Regions from separate parts of the Drosophila melanogaster genome. Here region 1 is linked to region 2. A link is a contact called in public Hi-C data. All regions are on one chromosome and are shown on one strand. Each heading gives the region's core, a stretch centred on a gene start, on an enhancer-like site or on the middle of the called end of the contact. The rest is flanking DNA. Distances are from core to core; before and after follow the strand shown. Region 1 holds the start of CG3626. Region 2 holds the start of GlcAT-I (Glucuronyltransferase I).

Region 1 (4,434 bases), core at 836-3,335, 240 kb before region 2:
TTGTTGTAAACATTCAACTCGATGGCGGATGAGAAATTACTTATGATGTACCATTCTTGTAATAAACTGTGTGTGTAGATTCATATTATATGCATATGCTATTATATTGCAATAATTAAATAATACGTTTCGAACTAATGATTTTCAGTTCATTCATTAGGTAGTTACGCATTATCTAGTTGTTGTAAACATTCAACTCGCTGGCGTATGAGAAATTACTTATGATGTACCATTCGAACGTATTTATCTGTACTTTTTAAATATTCAGATAGACATTGAATGGCGCATTCATTTGTATCATATGAACATCTCAATAACCGACAATAGATGTGATCAAAAACCTATTAACATAAATGTACCGTGCTTGTCCTGCTGATCGAAGTAGTTGGGTCGCTCGTAGCCCATCGACTGCCCAAAAACGGCGCCCGCCTCCTTGAGTTGCGGGTAGATGGGCGACATGCGCAGGTTCCTACCGGTCTGGAACTCCTCGAAGGGGTAGTTGATTTCGAAGTGCTTTCCCGGTGCCTCTTTGCAGCGATCTCGCAGGAACTTTCGGTTGTTGTGCAGCCCCAGAAACCGGCTGATGTCCAGGATGTGCAGGTCGAGGTAAGTAGAGCCCTTGGTTATTAGATCGGTGAGGACGCGTCCAATGCCTCCGGATGCCGATACACCCATTGTCTTGTTGCCAGCTGCTACATAGTAATTTTGGATTTCAGGTGCTTCCCCTAGGATCCACTTGCAGTCGGGAGAGAATACCTGCAGCGAATTTGTTAGCCTATCCAACGTGGCATCTCTAAAGGAGGGAACCCTCAGCAACAGGGCATCGAGCAGCTCGTGAAAGTGATCCCAATCCGGCGGATGTTGGCGAGCTGTTTGCGATAGGGGAATCACTCCATCTTCGTACACCATCTTTGCCTCGCGCTCGAACCCGCCTGCGAGAATGTGACCTTCACACTCCCGAAAGAAGATGCGTCCATCGAAATCCCTGACGAAAGGCGTGTCCGGACTGAGCCCCTCGATGGGTTTCGTGTGCAAATAGTGGTGCTCCACCGCCTTGAGCGGCACTTTAACCACCGGTTTGGACAAAGTGCCCACCTCGCGTGCCCAAAAGCCCGTGCAGTTCACAAAGTACTCGCACTCCACATCGCCGGCGGTCGTCTCCACACTCCTCACCTTGCCATGCTCGCTGTGAATCTTCTTGATGGCACAGTGTTCGACTATGCGGACTCCCAATCGCTGGGCCTCGATCATGTAGGCCTGGCAAACGAGTTGCGGATCACAGACCCCGTCTTCAGGTATCCAAAGGCCACCTTCGATGCCGTCCAAGGAGAGCAGTTCACAGTGCTGGGCGCACTGCTCTGGCGAAAGGATTTCGCAATGCATGCCCCACGCCAAGGCCTGCGATTTCATGCGATTGAAGGCGGTCATGCGGTCCCAACTTCGAGCCAGATTCAGGCTACCGACTGGCCGCCATCCCGTGGGCAAACCGTTCTCCGCCAGTCGCTTGATCAAATCTATGGAGTACTCAGCCAGCTTGAGTTCCGTGTAGCTAGGTTCGAAGCGACCCGCCAATCCGCAGGCAGTCCAGGGCAGCTCGCCACCGACGCGATCCTGCTCCACGAGCAGCGTTTCGCCACCCCATCCCCTCAGTCCGAGGTGATAGGCCACCGAGGCGCCGGTGATGCCGCCGCCACAGATGACCACCCGGGATTTGACGGGCAGCTGACCGGCCAGTTCCTCGCTAAGATCGGCCGCCTGTTGCGGCTGAAACTTCCGCTTCCGCAGGACCCGTTCATCAGCCGGATCCATCTGGCTACTAGACAGGCGCACTGCATTCGAAAGGCCAGGTGAACACCACCTCCGTCTGGGAACTACAGAAACTGCATTCCCCGAACGCTGCAGCAGTTTCCACATCTTGTTCACCGGCGCAAACGTAAAGTATGTGTATATCACAACCTCATGGGACTAACCCGATTCTTGCCGCAGGTCACCGGATTCACTGGAGGGCACTATCTATATACGCGATATTGTGCTTTTGATTGGTAAATTGGCTTTTGGCACAATAACAACACAGCGGTAGAGTGGCCAGATGCGTTTGCGGTTAGAGATGGGTCGAAACGTCGATGATTATCGGTAAGCGTTCAGCGGAGACTCAATCCATGGTGCGAAACTTGGATAAACGGAAATTCCGTAAATATTAATAGCATAATTTCGCGCGCTGTATTCTTCTAGTGTTAAAAAACCAAATTGATATCTTGGTTTAGGTTTCACAGGAAACTGGTTTAATAACGAAAACTAGTTTCCTCTAAAATCCTAATCAAGACATCATGTGTCGTCGCATCGAGAAGTTATTACCAATATTCATTCATTTTTCATTTTTTTTCCCATTCCGAACGAGTTTTTATTTCCCTAAATTCGTTTATAATTGCCTAACAATATGAACAAAAAAAAAACGCTTTCGCTAAACTACACAATATACTGATATATGTACATGTATACCATCTTTTAAATATTTTTAACGAGTTTTTATTTTCCTAAAAATGTTTAAAGGTGCCTAAAAAACATTTCTGAATAAAAAGGAACGAATATATCAAGTTAAAAAACGAAATCATGTTAGATCCTGGACAAATATGAAGTAAATTGTTTTTATGCATCAATTACTTGATATTCATCCTTGAACTAAATGGTTTTAGAGCTGCAAGAAAAATTGTGCTATTTTTTCTGACAAATATTACGAATGATTACCATTCATATCCTTGGAACAATTCCTAATAGAATGTTATTATTACAACAATCTTTAGCAAGACTTTCGAGATAAGGATGGCATAACGCTGCAAAAAAAAAATATAAAAATTTACATACTTATCAATCATCTAATCAATCCATCAATCTAAGATTGATTTCAGTGCTAAAAAGAGTGAACACAACCATTTACGCCATTGAAAGTAGTCCTAAAAGACTGTTTTTAATACACCAGTCGTCAGTGATACTTTCAGGAATAATCGCATAATCCATCATTATTTGTTTGATTTTTATAAAACAGGATGGTTTAGTAAGCAACTTTAAAAGACAAAGATAGGCGAATTTCATTTTAAGATTTATTTCCAATAACCACCAAAACACCCAGTAACGTCTTAGTTGTTAAATCTTTTGTTTTTTACAATCTTTGACGCAACCCAAAGAATTTTCGTATTGGTTTTTATTTAATGTCCATTAACTAGTATGCTTTATGTTCTCAGCTTGTTCCGTAAAATCAACAAACGCACTCAGGCTAGAATCTTAGCAATAGAGAATCCGTTTCTGTATCTGTATATATTGGATTGGATATATGTATGATGCATAGTGTGTGAGGCTGCTGTTCTAACATTTGGGCTCATTTGGTTTCTCGCAAAAGTTCGCAATATCTTAAAACTTTATAGGATACTAAACTAAACTATTTTTTTTTTTGCAGGGGTCGAATTGTCGGTTTCAAACATATAGCACATCTCTTGGGACAGCGGTGATATGAGGCTAGAACTAAAACATAAAGTAAGCTTAGTGCTGGCCACAAATATTGGCTTACAAATAAGAGTAAGTGTTTTTTAAAATCCAAATTAAAAGGAGAAATCTAGGGAAAATCTCTAGAGTCGCTTTGGAATAGGATTTATTGCAATTAAAGTTATTCGATATCGGAACAATCGTAATAATAATCATAATAAAGATAATAATAATAATCATAATAGTTTAATATATATAGTTCATAGTATATAATCATAAGTTCATACGCAGCATTTTTAATATAAGTTAATTTCATCGACAAGAACCTTCTTGTCCCGCGACCTCTTTTTAAACTATTCATTTTACATTGTTTGTTTGTTCGCAAAAACATAATCAATTAATACGTAGATAGTAGATACATCCGCGAGTTATCTGTCTCGCTTGCTATCGCTATTCATAATCATAATCTGGGTTTTTGCTCTCACAGAAGTACAAACTACAACAGGGTGGCCCCAAGTGTATGGGTTACACCATCGTGCATATCCTGTAACATTTTTGCTCTAGCGCTTCATTAAAGACTACAACTTATTAAGATTACAAAAAAAAAAAAAAAATACCAACAAAATATATAAAAAATAAACATAAAAAATTGACACATTTACTAAGTGTAGAGAATCCGTCGATTGGCGGGGTAACGTTTCTTAAATTGACCTCGAGTGATTCAGTTTTGGTTTTATATGGCAACATTCTTGTTTGTTTTCGTTATACGCTTTCTTTGGTTTTAGGGAAAAGTCCACTTGCCTTTGAAAAAAAAAACCTTCACTAATAGTGCTCTTGAGAAGCCAATGTATGAATTATATTCGTAGTAAATGTAATACCTTCAATTATTGAAACAATAACTTGAAAAAAAAAGGAACAAGTCCTTGAAGTATTAACCGGAATAGTTTTTACCCGCGC
Region 2 (4,346 bases), core at 37-2,536:
AATCTCATTTGATTTCAATCCGAAAATGTCTGGTTAAAAAAAAAAAAGAGTGACTTAGTCTGAACTTAAATCATCAAAATGTTTGCCTACACCATGTTTTTATAAAATATATAGAAAATATGAAGTAAAAAGTATTAAATAAATTGGGGCTAAACTATGAGGAGACGGAACACATTAAGTAAATTCACTAGGATGATAGTTTGCTATATATACAATTAGGTCCCGGGTTAGACCTCCATGCCGCCATCGGATCGCTGGCCCTTCTTCAGGAGCGCCTCCTCGGCGGCTAGCTTGGTCTTCTCAGTGCGCGTGTGCCAGACGAGCACATCCGTGCACCTATTGGCCAGTGGCTGCAGCTGATCCCTGGTGGTCAGATGCCTCAGGATCTCGCTCTCCTGATAGCCTCTTTGCACCTCGTACGAGAACGTGGCCTGCGGATTCCTGATGAAGAGATCCATGCTGATGGCGAAGGCGGCCATGTCGATGGGGAATGGTCTTTCCGGTCGCCAAGCGGCATTGAATCCGGTCACCTTAGTGCCATCCTCCGTAAGCAGGGGTCGCTCCACCATCAGACCGCCGACCAAACCCACCGGCCAGACGCCCACGCGACCCCTTTCGATTTTGCTCATCTCGGCGAACAGTTCCGTGGAGTAGGAGTTGTCGTCGTCCATGAAGAACACTATAGAGTGCCGATCGACGTCGACATGGTTCCTCAACCAGGCCAAAGCCAGATTTCTTTGCTCCACGCCGCGTGGCTTAATCCAGTTGGGGTCCTTGCCCTTCAGCTTGAACTCAGATGGCGTCTTGATGTTCAGCAACGTGGAACGCTTCTCCAATCCGGCTCTATCCAAAAGGTTTCTGACCAGCGGAGTGGTGGCGTTCGTGTCCTCCACAATGATCCAGTGCAGGTGCGGCAGCAGCATAAAGAGGTGAGATAGTCTGTTGGAATACGGGGCGTTACTTAAAGGTATTGGTATGTATGCGGTTTATGATTTACTCTACCTGGTTAGCTCGGCTTTCTGGGCGGGCCGTGGATACGTTGGCGTTACGGCGTAAATCGTGGGTAACGTGTCGCCTTGGACGAACATGGCCTGGAGGTATTCTGGACCCTGGCATGTGCGCTTCCCGTTTCGGTGCACCATCATCAGCACCACGAGGAAGACAATGATCAGGATGAGGACCTGGCGCGGGCGAATGCGGACCTCCGACATCCTGCGGCAGTTGGTAAAAACCGAATTTTGTTAAAACAAACAAATCGGCGAGCTGTGTGCCTAAATAACGACATGCTAGCGGAACGAACGGTCGCACCATCAAGTTCCGGGCAACTATCGATATTCTTCGTCTCCAGTGTGGTTACACTTAAGGTTTATTATAGGAAATGTATTTTACTATACTTTAAGAATAAAAACAAAAAAGACAACTTATACCGTGTTTTATTTATCTGTTTAAATTTAAATTCTGCAAAATCAACCCCTGACATTCAGTGTCCGAAATTCAGAATTTCACAATTTGACGAACAAGATCATATTGTTCCCAGCAGACACCTACTTCCAATTATGATCGCCTGGTGCGAATTAATTGGAAATCTGCCCAAAACCGCGAAAATCAGTCCTAATTTTGTAGTGCAAATCGGCGAAAAACCTATCCCACGTACCAGGCAAACAGAAATGCTAGGAAGTGACCAACGCCAAAGTGACCAAATTTTGTTTCCAGTAGACACCTTTCTGCTAATTATGATCGCCTGGTGCAAAGAAATTGGAAATCTGCCCAAAACCGCGAAAGTCAGTCCTAATTTTGTAGTGCAAATCGGCGAAAAACCTATCCCACGTACCAGGCAAACAGAATTGCCAGGAAGTGACCAACGCTCATTTTGTTTCCAGTAGACACCTTCCTGCTAATTATGATCGCCTGGTGCAAAGAAATTGGAAATCTGCCCAAAACCGCGAAAGTCAGTCCTAATTTTGTAGTGCAAATCGGCGAAAAACCTATCCCACGTACCAGGCAAACAGAATTGCCAGGAAGTGACCAACGCTCATTTTGTTTCCAGTAGACACCTTTCTGCTAATTATGATCGCCTGGTGCAAAGAAATTGGAAATCTGCCCAAAACCGCGAAAGTCAGTCCTAATTTTGTAGTGCAAATCGGCGAAAAACCTATCCCACGTACCAGGCAAACAGAATTGCCAGGAAGTGACCAACGCTCATTTTGTTTCCAGTAGACACCTTTCTGCTAATTATGATCGCCTGGTGCAAAGAAATTGGAAATCTGCCCAAAACCGCGAAAGTCAGGCCTCATTTTGTTAGGCAAATCGGGGAAAATACGATCCCATGTACCAGGCAAACAGAAATGCCAGGAAGTGACCAACGCTCAATTTGTTTCCAGCAGACACCTTCCTGCTAATTATGATCGCCTGGTGCGAAGAAATTGGATATCTGCCCAAAACCACGAGAAATTAAATAAAAACTCACTATTTTGGTTTTTAATATTTTATTCACTTATATTGTATAAATAATATCCTATGTCTTAATAATAATAGAAAACTAATAATAATAATAGCTTAATTTCTAACACGCCGGTCGCATTTCCGCTCGATGATGTCCTCCAGTTGCCTTCTGCCGGTGCCCAAGGGATAGATCTGATGCAGGAAATCTGGTACCTTAGTTTACACCATCAGCTCCATTCATCAATACTTAAACCTGCAATATCCTATGTGTACCCAACCCTCGAAATTCATTGTAAATCGAATGCAGCTGTTTTCTTTTTTTTTTTTTGTTAAATTTTATTTCGATTCTCCACAGAAATACACTTCTCTCCAGTATATGATAATTTAAACAAATTATAAATTAAATTTCGGTTTCCCATTCAGTTGCTGCTTCTGCTTCGATTGGTTAATCGATTTTCGGACCATTACGATTAAATTCTAAAGCCTTTCGCTTGTTTCGCATGTACAAATATTGGTATGTATAAGTTATATATAGGGATGGGTTGGAATTTTGGGGGATCGGGAATTGGGGGTTACTTAGTAGGTTCATCAGTAGTAAATAGACTTAGTCGTAGACTTTGTTACATGTATGTATATCTATGATTATAGTTCCCACTGTGCTCTCTGCTGCTTCAATTCTCGCCACTCCACTCCGTTCCCAATTATTGTTATTTTGTATTTCAAACTCAACAAGTGCACGCAAGACGGAAATAATGCAGACTGAACTGTACGCAACTCGAGCGATTACTCCGATATCTAATATCCGATAAATTGAACAATACGCTAGCTACGTAAAAACAAAAGGCCAAACTAAAACAAACGATCCTAGTTTTGGTCTGTCGGCCGATGTCTCGACCTTCAAACTCCAAGCTCGAGCCACCCTCGTCCTACGAAAAAGGCGGTTTACTATAAGCGGGGAAAATGAATGTCCGATTATCTTGACTGATCCTTCTTCGTATGCCTCTGTGATTTTCTTTGTCTCGAGTCGCAATTTACTATTTATATACACATACACACAACTACAATATATATATTACATAAATACACACATAAGAAACTTTTTTTTTTGTGTTTTTTCCGTTTGTTTATAAGTAATTAATAATATTTCAGTATTATGTTTAATTACTGGCCTATCGTATAATTTAATTTCATGTTCTTTTCCATACCCTTATATATTCGGTTTTGTGTATCTTGTTTCTGTTTCTCGTTAGTTCTCAATTGTCTAAAATTGTTGCAGTGTACATTGGCTTAGTTTGACTTAGTGGTTGTACATATATAACACTAGTTTACACGAAAGATGTACGTCTTTAAAACACGTTTCTTAGACTAATTTGAGTTTGCTGAAATTAAACATGTGTTTTCTAAATAGAACGGAAAAACTGTTTTGATATTTTCGAAAAGAGCGTTGGATGTAAAAGGAAGTAATGTTTACTGGCGAAAAACAAGAGGGAATGCTATAGTCGAGTTCCCCAACTATCACATACCCGTTACTCAGCTAATGTGAATGCGAACGCGAAATTTTATCATTTTTCATTTAAAAATTCTTCAAAAGTGTGGGCGTGACATTTTTGTGCGGTTTGTGGGCGTTAGAGTGGGCGTGGCAACATGGGTCAACAAACTTATACTGCGTCTATGTCTCTAGAATCTTTATGCTGAATCTCAACCATCTACCTTTTATAGTTCCTGAGATCTCGACGTTCATACGGACAGACGGACGTGGCTATTGATGCTGATCAAGAATATATATATACTTTATATGGTCGGAAAGTCTTCCTTCTGCCTGTTACATACTTTTCAATGTATCTAGTATACCCTTTTACTCTACGAGTAACGGGTATAATAACCAGTCGACTATAAAACACGTA

What was found. A called contact is a pair of places that touch in the nucleus more often than the background predicts.
Region 1: a Hi-C map of the Kc167 cell line shows a contact between it and region 2, with 2.5 times the contacts expected there. The contact joins the promoter of CG3626 here to the promoter of GlcAT-I in region 2. A contact is called at or near these places in 14 of 107 Hi-C or Micro-C datasets (the D17-c3 cell line, the Kc167 cell line, the ML-DmBG3-c2 cell line and 8 more) and 1 of 6 datasets of contacts at active chromatin or transcription factors (the Kc167 cell line).

Annotation. Positions count from the first base shown.
Region 1 is chrX:4,364,068-4,368,501 of dm6, reverse strand. CG3626 reads right to left here and starts at 2,085. Exons shown (of 6, transcript NM_131934.2): 1 at 360-2,085. The coding sequence starts at 1,914. norpA (no receptor potential A) reads right to left here. Exons shown (of 16, transcript NM_001169190.2): 16 at 3,094-4,434. mir-982 (mir-982 stem loop) reads left to right here and starts at 2,604; the gene lies at 2,604-2,696. mir-303 (mir-303 stem loop) reads left to right here and starts at 2,254; the gene lies at 2,254-2,323. It also overlaps mir-983-1 and mir-983-2.
Region 2 is chrX:4,128,151-4,132,496 of dm6, reverse strand. GlcAT-I (Glucuronyltransferase I) reads right to left here and starts at 1,286. Exons shown (of 2, transcript NM_167003.3): 1 at 1,003-1,286; 2 at 1-939. The coding sequence starts at 1,211. The coding sequence ends at 228. It overlaps tyf (twenty-four), which reads right to left. Exons shown (of 8, transcript NM_001297924.2): 8 at 2,481-4,346.